Linked DNA regions of Rattus norvegicus: region 2 is linked to region 1. A link is a contact called in public Hi-C data. All regions are on one chromosome and are shown on one strand. The core of a region is the stretch at or near the end of the contact, and the rest is flanking DNA. Distances in the headings are between cores, read along the strand shown. Region 1 overlaps Tgfbr3 (transforming growth factor beta receptor 3). Region 2 has its middle 35 kb from the start of Cdc7.

Region 1 (4,315 bases), core at 541-3,040:
TTGTTAGGACGGAATGCCGGAGACAGGCACAAATCCGATATCCCACTCTCTCGACCGTTTTCAGTTTCTGTGTGCCTGAAAGGAGAAATGCTCTTGACTAAGGCACTTTTGGAGTTGGTGTGCGTGCATGGAGGACCAGGAATTAGCGTTCATTGGCCCAAGAGAGGAATGTTGCGGTGGTAAGTGACAGCCCCTCCCCACAAAGGCTAGCAAGCTACACAGGGGACCATGTAGGGTGTGGCAGGTCAGAAGGGGGCATCCAGGGCGAGACTGGATATGGAGCGTGTCTTCTATTTTACACCTTGGTTCAGCTAGGCGAGAATCCTAGCTGTCTCCCCTTGGCTCTACACACTAGCTGACGTCCCTTCACCGCCTCCTTTACTCTGTAAAACAGACCACCCCAAATGATGGATGTTTGGACACCTGGACAAAGCAGCATTAAAAAAACAAAACAAAACTGGCATATGTTTCACATTGAAACCCCCATCCTGCGAGGGGCTGGTGGGGAAGGCCACCAGCTTAGCTTTCGTGTGACAGATGCCCAGGGTCACATTTATGTGGGCCGTGGTAAGGGGTGGGTAGAACTGGCTGTCTGTATACTGAAATTCACTCTTTCTTTACAGGGAGCCCAGATCAAGACTTCCGACTGTGGACACGCAGCACTGGCATCGGGCCCTGCCCTGGCTGCGGTGGGCGGGCGTCTGTCTGTCCACCTAGGCTGTGCTGCTGCTAGAGCAGGGGGTACTCTGAGTGCTGCCGATGCTGTGGGCCGCGCTGCTGTTCTCCGAGGCTGGCGGCGAGGTAGGGACTTGCTGCCTTCGTGCTGTCTCCCCTGCAGTTAAAAAACAACGTCATATTGTGGGATCTGAGAAGTATGTGTACCCCCCACCCACACCTTTACTTTGACTTTTTACCCAGTGTTTTTCTCAATTACAGGCAGAAGCAGCTAGTCCAGGTTGACTGGAGGGCCTTGTGCTTTAAGAGTTTTTGTTGTTTTCGGGTTTTTTTGTTTGTTTGTTTGTTTTGTTACAGTTTTTATAAGCCAATAAGAGTGTATCCTGTATGGCCAGTTGTGGCAAGGATCTCTGGTGGCTCATGACAAATGTTCTGGATTCCAGAGCCTACCACTCTCAAAACATCACCAGTATCTACTAACTAGGGGCGAATCTTCTAACACCATGAAACTGCCTAACCAGCTAACAAGTTCATGACCAAGAATCACAGGACCAAGTTCTAAAATTAATCACAAATCAATATAATAATGCTTGTAAGTAAGTCTATAATTTTTTATTGGCCTACCCATTTTTGGAACCTAATATTTGCACACTCTAGGCATGAGCCGAATACCACTGAGCCACCCGTTCCTTTTGCTTGAATGCCTTGTTTAACACTGGGCTAATGGCTTTGAGAGCATGCCCTGGGAGGGGGAGGGGGTTCAGGAGGAGGGAACTGAGGGGGAGGGAGCTAAGGGGGAGGGGACTGAGGGGGAGGGAGCTAAGGGGGAGGGGTCTGAGGGGCTGAGGAGGGACCTAAGGGGGAGGGGTCTGAGGGGGAGGGGTCTGAGGGGGAAGAAGCTGAGGGGGAGGGGGAGGAGGGAGAGGGGGCTGCCAAGGGAAACCCCCAAGCTCCAAGGGCGAGGAGCTTAAGTCATCTATCTGCACATGGGGCCTGCACTGGTTGCCAGCAAACCACCTTTTTGCATCTGAAGCTCTCTGCTGGGTTCAGTGCGAGCATCTCCTAAAACGTCAGATGCCCCGCTTGTCATTACACACCCGATGCGTTACAGCTTGGCCCGTGATTTGTGCCAAGTGTGCAATGCTCTGGAGAGGGTAAAGCTCAGGTCACAAGTGGTTTGCATTTAACTGTGTGAGAGGCACTACCCTTGGTCCCTTCAATGAAGCTGGCCTCCAGAAAACAGACTCTAGGTAGGGGAGAGAGGCAGGAGCTGCTGCACAAATGTCCCCTTAGCAATCCCCACCCCCACCAATACGAGAAGCTCCCAGCAGGCCAGGTCTGTTTATGAGTTAGGCCCTCTTTCCTGTCATGCTGAAATATGCATCTATCAGGCAGAGATAAGCAGCCCTCCCTTCTGCTTATTAAAACACAACACTGAAGCAGCTAGAACAGGCTCTGACCTCAGAGCTGGCTCAGGAACTAAAGGCCTTAGACCTCTGCTGCCTTCCTGGGGCCCCTCAAAGATGCTGCCACGAGGAGCAAAGGCAGCTGCGGCTCATGCCCCGGTCAGGTTTCAGCTCTCCCTGACATAGCTCCACAGGCTTCTGCGTCCACCTGGGGCACCTGGGACCCGTGCATGCATTTGGCTTCCTCTAATTATTTTTTCTTCTGGGATTGGGGGGATGGAGAGGGGAAGGGGTCAGTATTCCCAAGGAGCAGGCAATCATGGTGTTTTAACAGTCTTCTCCCCTGCAGTATTTTGGGTTTCCCCAGCGCTGCCCCTTCAAATGTGTATGTAGTCAGGGTGAGAAGCACCATTCTGCCAAAAATTCACTTTCTCATAAATGGGAGGTTATTTCTAAAAAATAATCCAATATTTTTTTCTTCCTTTTCCCCCCGCTTCCTTTTATTTCCCCTTCTCCTTTCTGTGTTTGAACCCAGGGCCTTGAATATGATAGGCCCTACCTCAGCTTCTATTACCATATATTTCTAGCCATTAATTATCCTGATGTACACACACACACACACACACACACACACACATGTACACAGAGATACACACACAGACACACACGGATACACACACAGACACACACAGACACACATATACATACATACAGACACACATGTGCACAAAGACACACAGAGACACACCCAGAGACATACACAGATACAGACACACAGAGACACACACAAAGATACACAGACACACATACAGATACACAGACACACATACACACACATATACTCATATACACAAATACACATACAAACACACCCACACTCACACACACATATATACACATACACACAGACACACATATATACACATACACACGGACACACATATATACACATACACAAGGACATACACAGACACATGGACACACACATATATACAGATACACATACATACACAGACACACAGATGCACATACATACACGGACATACACACACTCATATATACATATAAACACACACACACACACACACACACCACTTTACCACTCACATGTTAATCCATTCTCAGTAGAATCCTGTTACCCATTAAAAGGCTCTGGTGGCCATATGTAAGCTTGCTTGCTTGCTTGTTTGTTTGTTTGTTTATCCAGAGCTAGTGCTGAACCTAAAGACCTTGGACTTGGCTAGGTAAACACCTTATTACTGAGTTAAATCCCTAATCCCTGAACCTCACTAAAAACAACAACAACCACCTCTCCCCTTTTAAACCGAGTGCATGCTGGTCTAAGGGGAGGTTTCTTGCCATCTCTTTGGGCTCCACTGGCCTTGTGAGCTCCATCTCTAGTGGACGAAGCAGGATGGCCTTGCTCCTCCAGCAGTGTACTCATGTTTACCTCTTCCAGAACAGGAAAGATGTCAGCAGTGTGTCCTGCCAGGAAGTCTGAATATCTGCTTCCTGGGAAGTGTCTCTTTGCTGTATCAGCTTATTTTAGTGTCCACTAGAAAAAGCTCTCACCTTCAGAGTCTTGGAAACTTCTTGTCTTGCTTATGTAAAACCCAGGGTGTGCCCTGAGGTGGGGTATCACACTGCCCTGACCCTCTCTTGACTATGGTTCAATGCACTGTTCTATCCAGGAGAACCTCTACCAGCGAACCTGTTTGTCAATGCCTGGCTCCTGGGGCAGGCTGGCTATCTGGACTAGATGAATCTATGAGCTCCGGGTTCAAGCAAGAGACCCTGCCTCGATATATGAGGTATAGAGGTATAAGTCTGTCACAGAGGGTTCGAGGGCAACTGAGATATCAGACCTGGAAGGGAGAGGAGGTGCTAGGGTCTGTACACAATGTGGAGTAGATCCAGCTCCCACAATGTATGCAATATGACTCCCCTGACTTTCCTCTGTCCCTTGCTAGACTGGGACCTCCTTGTTCTTATCCAGAAAGAAGAGGGCCATGCACCCCCTGAAGAGGGCGACCTTGAGGGTACTGGAAATGACCAGCACAGACCCCACAGCTGAGTACACAGTGCTGCTGAAGAGATCTCCACACACTTGGGCTCAGCCTCACACCCACTGAAGCAGAAGGGCCTCGGTCCTCTGGTAACAGCCCACACGTTAGCTTCCCCCAGAGCATGACTTGTGTTTGATTATCCGTATTCAGGAAAAGTGTCAGCACTGT
Region 2 (4,315 bases), core at 1,234-3,733, 130 kb before region 1:
TATGGATTAATTAGTAGGATACTTCGAGGTCCCTAATGGGTCACTAGGGCGTTAAAATACAATGGGAACAATGGTTAATATGTTCCTACGTGGGGGACCAAGACTTGAGCAAGGAAATGGGAGTTGAGTCTAACTCAAAAGATGTCAGGTGCTAGCCAAGGAGTTTGGGTTTCAGCTCCACGGATGGTGTTCTGCGACATCCCAGGAACCCTAACCAGGAAAATGATACAAGTTTTCCCATTTATCAGGAAGGCAACACTGTTGTTTCTGGATGAGGTGGAGGAGAGAGAATTTAAGGACCCCGAGAGGCACCAGATGTGGACATCAGGGGAAGAGGGAAACAGAAACGAACTGTCATGTTTCAAGCCCTTGTGACTAGAAGATTCTCTTGCTGTTGATTCATACAAGAGTCTGGGGGACAAGGCACCTCCAGCTTTGGAGATCTGTGGGGAGGAAAGAGGAACTTCTTTTCAGAGATGTCGATTGGACCCACTCCATAGACAAATTTGTTTACTGTGGTCTTTTGTGTGACAAATTATCTGTTATAAATTATATTGTGTGACAACATGTGTCAGTGTTCCCACTCTGTCAGAATCCTAGAGTACCTGCCACTTGCTGTCCTTTTGTCTGTCCCCAATAATCAATACAAAGCCTCGCTCTCCTCTGGTTCTTGTGGTTTTGCATGTTTACCAGGGGTGCATTCCCTAGGATTTGATAACATGATAGAGGAACAGTCTGGAATCTCTACTTTCGAGGAGAAGTCTAAACGTGTCCCAAGACTATGCATCAGGAACTGAACGTCGAACGGACTCCAGTGTGCCAGGATTATGGCAAGTCAACCAAGACTGCTTTTCCTGGAGAGCTGACTCTTGGTTCCTCACTTCTGAGACCTGATGCTAGAGAAATACCCAGGGCAGCAGTTCTTAACCTTCCCGACACTGCGACCCTTTAACGCAGCTCCTCATGTGGTGGCCCCAGCTGTAAATTAATTCTCATTGCTACTAATTTTGCCATTGTTATGAACCATAATGTAAATATATGATACGCAAGATATCTGCTATGTGAACCCTGTGAAAGGTCGTTCGACCCCCTCAAAGGCGTTGAGACCCACAGGTTGAGAACTGTTGACCTAGTAGATTGAGGTCGCACCTCTTCTTTTTGAAAGTTATTGGCTGGAGGGCTTATGGGGACATTGAGCAGATTGTCAGGGGTGCATTTGTTATTAGGACTATGAACATGATGGCAGATCTGAGGGGAGTTCGAGACTATGTGACTGAGTTGGCCAGTTGGCTGTACCTTCCTACAGCTCTCTGACAAAGGGGGGGGGGGGTGATTCGCAGCACACAGCTTCAACCAGACTCTCTGCTCTCAGTTGGAGGCAGGGGAGGAGTTGAGGAGAACGATGTGTATATAGCCTTCAATACTCCCTTGAATGTAGACTCACTTCCCCAGATGAGAGGTCCTGGCACAGACAGACTCACAGCCAATGCTCTCAGCAGAGTGCTAGTCAGTACCCTCTACTCTGGTTGGATTCTAACTACAGCTTTATCAATGTCGACCTTGTTAGCTTGAGAAGCAGTCAATTCTAAAGATGTTAGTGCCTCCCTGTGCCTTTCCCGGGCCTGTGAACCGTGGCCTTTCCTTATGCTCAGGTTAAGGACCACCGTCCCCACCAACTGGCCCAGCTGTGAGAAGGAATGGGTTTGAATCTAGGTCTCACATTCAACAGGCAGGCGCTGCATGAGATCAGAAAGTTTGTGGCGTGTCCTAATTCACAGGTTCAAACATGTGGGCGCAAGAGGTTGGCGATGAAGAGAGCATGCTTACAACATGCAGAGTGGTTGACGAGAAAGACACATCCTGAAGGTAGAGGGAAAGGTCACCAGATCCCCCTCCCAGATTCTTCGGGGACTATTATTAACTCTCTCAGTGACAGGAGCTTCTCTGGTAACACTACCAAACATGTTTCCAGTGTCTCTCTTCAGTGCTGAGAACGCATTACCCGTGAAGGATAGGTCCATCGTGTTCGTGTCTCTCCTTTGGTTCTTCACAGGTTTCCAGGCCAGTGAGGCAGAAATACGCATAATCATGACTGCGCTGAAAAGCAACCACATTCCTATTTTACATCGGAAATTGACACCTGGAAGGCTTCAGACTCACCTGGATTCATTCACATAGCCAGAAAGCTCAAAGGTGGATGGCTAGAGGCAGACGCTTTCCCCTTGCACATCCATGAAAATGGCACCGAGCAAACATACTGCCTTCCATTCCGTGTCTTCAGAATAGACCGAGCGCAGCCCTCTTTAGCTAAACAGCTTAATAGACTAGGGTCAGGGGGTCACAGATGAGAAAAACAGCTAGGAAGCTGGAGGAGGGTTGGGGTTCCAGCGTTAGAAATTAGGTTGGATGAAGGCCTTGGAGTCAGGGCTTCAGCGAGCTTTTCTCCCGTGTGGCCATGACTCATCCTTATTTGGTGTTCCAAGAGAGACCGTAACCGACCAGAGGAGGGCAGTATGCCTGTGTTGACGGAGACTGTACTGGGAGGAGGAAATTCCTCCCAAAACAATCCAAGTGAGTTTACAAGAAAAAAGTAAAAGTGTGTACCGGGAATCCAAAATAAATAGCAAGTGTCCACTAAAGCAGTTACACGGGAGGCTGGCTGCCAGTATCCGGAGCCAGGAGAGAGTTGCCCTCCTCAAAGCACCCCCACCCCCGCAGGATGTGTTACTGGAGTTGGGGATTGGTGGGGGAATCTATCACAATGCCATCTTTGAGAGCCTGCTGGGCTCCCCTGCCCCCAGTTACTTCTGTTGTTCACACCTTCCTGTGGGATTATTTCAAATCCCTATTTCCTGATGACCCAACATCCTCCTGTGACTGGCAGGGGGTGAAGCCTGCCAAGGCCTCAGGTAGCAGCAGCCTTGCCCATTTTCAGTAACATCCTGTGTTCCCAACTTTCCAGCTCAGCTCCTAAATGCCAGGTTGGGGCTGTGAAATTTTCCATGGCCTCCCGCTAGACTACTCCTCTTGTATTCCAGCCCATAGACATAGTGCTCAGCTAGACCAGCGTGACCCCCACCCCCCACCCCCGTTTGTGTCATTATCACATTACACAGGACATTTCTGACTTCTTTTGACTACCCACCGTGGAGGAGGGGTCAACCTTGGGGACTCGGAGAGGGAAACTGTGGTACACTCACATGAAGCCATCCTGGCAACATCAATACTGGAAAACATGGTCTGTGACTGCGTGTGTGTGTGTGTGTGTGTGTGTGTGTGTGTGTGTGTGTGTCCCTCATGAATAAGGCCCCTACGGACAGTGAGAGAGTGTCTCAGAATTCTGCTACAATACCCTCCAGAGAGCCCACGAGTCTACGTTTAGGGCAATGCCTCGAGTTTTTGTAGAACTTATCAGTTCAGAATCCCCCCCCCCCCCCCAGCGAGTGTCTTCTGTGGTGTTTGGTCTGGGGTTAGCCCTGCACTGCCATCAAAGCTCACTACTCGAGGGTTACACGAAGTGCAAAACAGGTTTGAGAAGTCACGGAACTCATCTGGTTAGCATATGGTAGAGCTATACACAGACCCAGAAAACCTATGTTTCCCAATGCACTCAGGTTCACACCTAGCTCCCATGAGTGTTTTCTCTCCTATGAGCAGGCACGCACGCACGCGCGCACACACACACACACACACACGCACGCACACACACACACGCACGCACACACACGCACACACGCATGCACGCACACACACGCACACACGCATGTCCCCCAAAAGCCTCTAGGATTTTTCTGCTCTATGCGTTAAGTATAATTTATGTATCACGTTCACCCATTATAAGGCTGTGTGGTTGATGTTTAAGTAAAGGTCTACAGTGGTACAGCCAGCACAATAGTAATATCCAAGTTTAGGACACGTACCACCCCAACGCTTCCCTTACCCTATGTCAGTCTCTGCTGCTGCCCTTGCTCTCCTGGGTGTTTCCTCTTACTTCTGCATGTTCAGAGATGGCAAGAATCAATACGATCAAATACGTGACGTGAAGTTCACTCATGTTGAATGTATCATTCCATCTTTATTTCTAAATAGTAGTGTTGTGCCAGGAGACGCTCATGAACCCCAAAAAGACCACCAAGGAGCCAATGCCGATGCGATCACATTAGGGTCCCTTTACTCAAGCTCGAAGTTCGATGCAGTAAAGTTTCTAATGCAGTAGAACGGGAGGGTACAGCAGTAAGCTTAGTTTAAGGCAAGCATGTATAGAGACGAGAAGGTGGTTCTAGACTGGCACACATCTGATTGGCGGCCATTATGG

Evidence for each region. Hi-C and Micro-C count contacts between places; a contact is called where the count stands out from the background.
Region 2: a Hi-C map of Schwann cells shows a contact between it and region 1, with 3 times the contacts expected there. The contact joins two enhancer-like sites. A contact is called at or near these places in 2 of 12 Hi-C or Micro-C datasets (the A7r5 cell line and Schwann cells).

What each region holds. Positions count from the first base shown.
Region 1 is chr14:2,803,591-2,807,905 of GRCr8, reverse strand. It overlaps Tgfbr3 (transforming growth factor beta receptor 3), which reads right to left. Exons shown (of 17, transcript NM_017256.1): 17 at 1-832. The coding sequence ends at 714. Among named protein-coding and RNA genes, the nearest start is that of Cdc7, 160 kb to the left of the region's middle. Within about 2 kb of position 1,790, at least 3 of the 93 cell types and tissues checked have an H3K27ac peak or open chromatin away from gene starts, as enhancers often do. A contact at or near this core is called in Schwann cells, where this site is marked.
Region 2 is chr14:2,932,924-2,937,238 of GRCr8, reverse strand. No RefSeq gene overlaps it. Among named protein-coding and RNA genes, the nearest start is that of Cdc7, 35 kb to the left of the region's middle. Within about 2 kb of position 2,483, at least 9 of the 93 cell types and tissues checked have an H3K27ac peak or open chromatin away from gene starts, as enhancers often do. A contact at or near this core is called in Schwann cells, where this site is marked.